Linked DNA regions of Mus musculus: region 2 is linked to region 1. Evidence: chromatin contacts called from public Hi-C data. All regions are on one chromosome and are shown on one strand. The core of a region is the stretch at or near the end of the contact, and the rest is flanking DNA. Distances in the headings are between cores, read along the strand shown. Region 1 holds the start of Ltbp1 (latent transforming growth factor beta binding protein 1). Region 2 overlaps Ltbp1 (latent transforming growth factor beta binding protein 1).

The links. A called contact is a pair of places that touch in the nucleus more often than the background predicts.
Region 2: a contact with region 1 is called in a Hi-C map of muscle stem cells, with 3 times the contacts expected there. The contact joins the enhancer-like site here to the promoter of Ltbp1 in region 1. A contact is called at or near these places in 1 of 39 promoter capture datasets (maxillary cranial neural crest), 1 of 15 datasets of contacts at CTCF or cohesin (the NIH/3T3 cell line), 6 of 484 Hi-C or Micro-C datasets (cardiomyocytes, embryonic fibroblasts, muscle stem cells and 2 more), 7 of 115 datasets of contacts at active chromatin or transcription factors (cardiomyocytes, embryonic fibroblasts, embryonic limb bud and 2 more) and 2 of 9 other capture datasets (adipose tissue and liver).

What each region holds. Positions count from the first base shown.
Region 1 is chr17:75,004,267-75,006,795 of GRCm38.p6, forward strand. Ltbp1 (latent transforming growth factor beta binding protein 1) reads left to right here and starts at 1,263. Exons shown (of 34, transcript NM_019919.4): 1 at 1,263-2,095. The coding sequence starts at 1,620.
Region 2 is chr17:75,054,507-75,057,035 of GRCm38.p6, forward strand. All of the region lies in intron 2 of Ltbp1 (latent transforming growth factor beta binding protein 1), which reads left to right. Among named protein-coding and RNA genes, the nearest start is that of Ltbp1, 50 kb to the left of the region's middle. Within about 2 kb of position 1,260, at least 45 of the 459 cell types and tissues checked have an H3K27ac peak or open chromatin away from gene starts, as enhancers often do. A contact at or near this core is called in the NIH/3T3 cell line, adipose tissue, embryonic fibroblasts and 2 more, where this site is marked.

The sequences.
Region 1 (2,529 bases), core at 13-2,512:
AGTGCTCCTTCTGGAAGCCTGTGTTCAGGCTGCTGGCCTCCAGGCCCACTTCCCTCAGAGCAAACGCTCACCAGTATTTCTGTAATGTGCAGAGAAAAGTAGGTGACTAGATTAGTCCTCAGCTTGGAATGATTTTTCCCACTATCAGTATTTCTGAAATTATTCTCACTTGCTATCAGTTGTCCTAAGCGGATGCAGGGAAAACCCTCAAACAAAGAACAATCAAAATTACTAATATGTGAGAAAACCCAAGCCTGGGAAAAGACCCTTTTTAATTCACTTAAAAATATTTATTTATTTTATGTGTGTCACTGCTTTGTCTGAATATGTGTATGGGCGCCTGAATGTCAGAAGAGAGCATCAAACCTCCTGGAACTGGAATTTTGGATGGTTGGGAATCTAATCCAGGTCCCCTGAAAGAGCAGCCAGTGCACTTAACCACTGAATTATTGCTCCAGTCCCGGGCCTTTAAAAAATTGTTTTAAAAAATATACAGTTATTATCATGGACTTTTGATTGCAGTCATGTAAAAACAGCATTCATTCTGTTGACATTGTCTTAATTCAGATGTTAGCAGTAAAGACGTCATTTCCTGGTTTTCTTCAAACTCTGTTTTGCACGAGAGAGAGAGAGAGAGAGAGAGAGAGAGAGAGAGAGAGAGAGAGAGAGAGAGAAATTCCTAAATGCTCCATTCCACTCCACTGCAAGGACCACCGGCAGGGCAGCCTCTGCGATTTTCTTCATCTACACGGGCGCCCCCTGCTGCCCATCCCGCATTCTTGACCCTCCAATGTCAGGAGCAGGGTACCACAAAGTCTTCCGGAGGTTGCAGTCCTAAAGAAAACCTTCCTTCAGACTAATAGAGCTAATCACTTTCCAATGGACAGCTCACGCTACCTCGGATAGCCTTTTCTGGGACCGGACCTAGTGTTTTAATCCAACTTCTGCAGACAGTATCCGAGCAAACTCGAGTAAAAGTGCCTGCGCTTCCAAACTGTATTACTCGAATCCTTTCCGGCTGCTAGAAGGAAAGGGCCGTTCCCTCACCTTGCTGAGCCCTTTGTCTTTTCCTGGCGCTGGGGAGCGGGAATCCCTGTCCACCCGACCCATAGCCCCAATATCTGGATGCGGAGGGTGGCGGCTCATTCTCCGGCTCATCTCGAGCTTTCCCCAATTAGGATTTGCTGCCTGACGTCACGTCTGCTGCAGATTGGCTGTTCAGATCTGACACAGGGCTCCACCGGGGAGAAGAAACTTTTAAAAGACTTTGCAGCCGGGGCTGCCTCTGAGCGTCCAGCGCTCACGGTCGTCCTTGCTCACCCTCGCGGGGTTGGCGCCCGTAGCACCCCAGCCGCACCCGGCGACACCTCGTCTGAGCCAGGGGACCCTCACCTTGAGCAGCTCGCGCCCCTCCCCTCCTCTCCACCCCAACTCCCGCCCCCTGCTCGCCTCCACTCCCGGCTGGGGTCCGCTGCCGCTCAGCCGCCCGCAAAGCTCCCTCCCCTGCGGCCACCCAGTTGGTCTCCACCCCGCGGCGCACGGGCTCTCCGCAGAGTCCTTGGGGATACCGAGGGAGCGCGCCGGGGCAGGACGAGCCGCGCGGCCGGAGACTGCCCGCGATGGCGGGAGCCTGGCTCAGGTGGGGTCTCCTGCTCTGGGCAGGGCTGCTAGCGTGGTCTGCGCACGGCCGGGTGCGGAGGATCACGTACGTGGTGCGCCCGGGCCCGGGACTGCCGGCCGGAGCCTTGCCTCTGGCTGGGCCCCCGCGGACCTTCAACGTCGCACTGGACGCCAGGTACAGCCGGAGCTCAACAGCCGCCTCCAGCCGCGCCTTGGCTGGGCCCCCAGCCGAGCGGACCCGGCGCACCAGCCAGCCCGGCGGCGCGGCCCTGCCGGGGCTCCGATCTCCGCTGCCACCCGAGCCCGCGCGTCCGGGGGGGCCCAGCCGGCAGCTCCACTCTAAGGCGGGTGCTCAGACCGCGGTCACTCGCTTCGCCAAACATGGCAGGCAAGTCGTGCGCTCCCAAGTGCAGCAGGACGCTCAGAGCGCCGGGGGCTCCAGACTGCAGGTTCAGCAGAAGCAGCAGCTGCAGGGGTAAGCCCACGCTCTGCCTGCCTCGCGCGCCGGGACCCGCCGAGGCCCGGGAACCGTCTCCTCCCCGCCGGAGGCGCTGCGGGAAGGGGTGGGCACGGGGGAAGCCCGCTCACTTTTTACTGGTGTTTAACTCTCAGTGCATTGTTACCCAGCTGCGGGGGAAACACAAAAGGCATTTATTTCTTCCCCGGGGCGTAACCTCCTGTGCGCAAACCCTTCTGCTCCTAGACTATGGGCGTAAACATGAAGTCACTACAGCTTAATCCCAAGGCATCAATTAAACTTCTTGCAACTCGGTTTTTTATTTTGGTTTACCTAATGAAAAAGGGATTGTGAGTGAAAGCTGGCTCTAAAGACCCAGCTCTCCTTGAGCATCCCAGAAATTGTATACTTGGGTTTCCTGGCACCTGTGGGTCCTAAATTGGTAAGGGGCT
Region 2 (2,529 bases), core at 10-2,509, 50 kb after region 1:
ATCCATGTACTGATTTAAAAAATTACATCTTAGTCTCTGATTTTCTGCAAAATAATCCTTCATCTTTTTTACCCAAAGTTTGTGGCTCAAAGCTAGAATTTAAGAGGGGCTCAATGTTCAGACAATGAATGCAGATCGTATGACATTAGAACAAACTTAAAGATTATTAAAACATGTTGCCTTTTCATTAGACATCATCTAAAATGATTTCTGTGCACATCATAGCTGAACTTCAAATTTGCCAGGTATGTGCATTTACCAGCTACCTCCTGGCATTTTACTACCATGAAAGCACAAAGTGAATTTATTCTGCTAATGTGAACAGTAAAAACCTTAGATGGGTTTAATCTTTGTTTCATTGATCAAAGAATTCTCACAAACCCGGCAGTCCCCAGAGCTCGCACATTGAGAACTCCCGCCCTCCGTGAGAGCAGGTGACATTTCTGGACAGTACAGTTGAATGGGTTTCAGGTTGGCACTGTACCTTACTAGAATCAGGCACCTGTGCCTGAAGCTCAGCTCCTGTCACTAACTGACACTCATCCCTTTGTCACAAAAGTGGACCCCAAAGAAGGCTTTTGGCTAGTTGACGTTCAGGATAAACAATCCTGATCCAAAAATGCTTGCATTTGGATTTTTCTCTCCTGGATTTTGTTATATCTGCATATACAGAATGAAGTATCTTCTGGGTTGGAATTTACTTAAGCCTGATGTATATATTACATACATTGCCTGGAAGTTGTACTGTATGATATTTTTCATGTATCTCCGGTTTGAGCTAGCATATGGCATCAGATGTACTGTTCTCCTTATGGTATCTATCATGTTGGTACTTTAACAGTTTGGGATTTTAGAGCCGTGGTGTTTTAGAAGTGCTCATCTGTACAAAGCATGCTCGTTGAGTGAGGGAGGACTCAGAGAGTCCCTCTGGGCAATGAGTTTAACTCTGAGGTATTTGAGAAGTGGCTGAGTCAGTAGCGAAATTTCACCATTCTAACTCATGCTAGAATCTCTGAACACTCTAGAAACGTGTATCATTTTATAGTTTTGATTTTCAGTGGCTCTACACTAACCCTATTTGGTCAACCTTTTATGATTCCTGTGAAGTTTTTTGTTGGTGTGAATAACCCTGCTGAGGATAGCAGAACATATGTCTGGGCACAGTAATTTTTCTTTTACATTGTTAGGGCACATGCCTAGAAATGAGGGTATGAAATCCCTGAAACATGCTGCCAAGGCACTCTCTAAATGCATCTGCCAGGATGGCAGAGATGGCTCATCAGTAAAGTGCCTTGCTGGGCAAGCATGAGGAGCTAAGTTTGGATTCCCAGCATCCGTGGAGAAGCTGGGCACAGTGGCCCAGGTCTGTAATTTCAGTTCTGGGAATGGAGTGGGGATGACCCAGAAGCCAGACCCCTGGAGCTCATTGGCCTGACAGTTATTGGTAGCATCAGAAGAGACAAATTCATCCCAGCTAACTACCCATGTTAAATAACTACCCATGTTAGCTAACTACCCATGTTAGCTAACTACCCATGTTAGAGTAAATCCTATGGAATCTCCGTTCCTGCTAAGCTCAGGGTAGAGCTCACAGCACTGGGAGGCTGAGTGACACGAAGGCCTCAAACCCCAGAATGAGGCCCTGAGCAACTCTGCTTTGGAGACCTCTGATCCTGCATGTGGCCTTGGGTACTTGCATTCCTGGCAACTTACTCAGCCACCTACTTGGTGAAATTGTCGCTTTGCACGGCAAATCGTGTGGTTGGGTATTCAACGTCAAGAAAGGCTGTGAGATGTGCCAGTCTGATTCAGAGAGAGAGGTGGGGATGAGGCCAGCAGACCTACTACTGACACTGTGTGATACACACGGACACAATCTCATGTATTTCGAGTGGGTTTCCACATCGATGAAAACTCTATAAAGTCGACTCGGTGCTTGTTGAAATGTGAAATTCATCTTTCTAGAAGATTCAGTTATGTGGAATTCATTATGACTGGCTACGTCAGTCATTGGGAGGTTATGATGCTAGTCTTTTTCTCTTTAGGGATTGAGGAGTATGCTGACTCAGAGCTGTTTACAAGGAAATCACATTATTTATTTGGGTTTGGTACAGGAGAAGTTAGCTCAGTCGTCAACTTGTGAACTCACCGTACGATTCTCGTGTTCTGATATTCCTTCGTGTTGAATAACTTCAAAGGGCAGCTGGGCAGAGCCCTGAAGCCACACAGGGGGCAACTTCTCACCTGCTGCCTTAGATCATCGAAGACACAGCTCAGCTCACATTTCCACCCAGGACATATGTGGCAGACATGCTGCAACTTGTTTGGAGAGAAAGGCACGGGGCAGGGAGTCACAGTGAGCTGTGTGGGCTGGGGCAGGCTTTAAATATAACTAAGGGCTATGCTTTTAGATGAAAAGCAAAGGAGGCGGGGCTTCAGGCCATGGGTCACTTCCTAAAAATAAAGTCACTGAACTTTGAGAGAACTTTAGGATTATCTTTGTCAACCCCAGAGTAGCTGCCAGCGGAG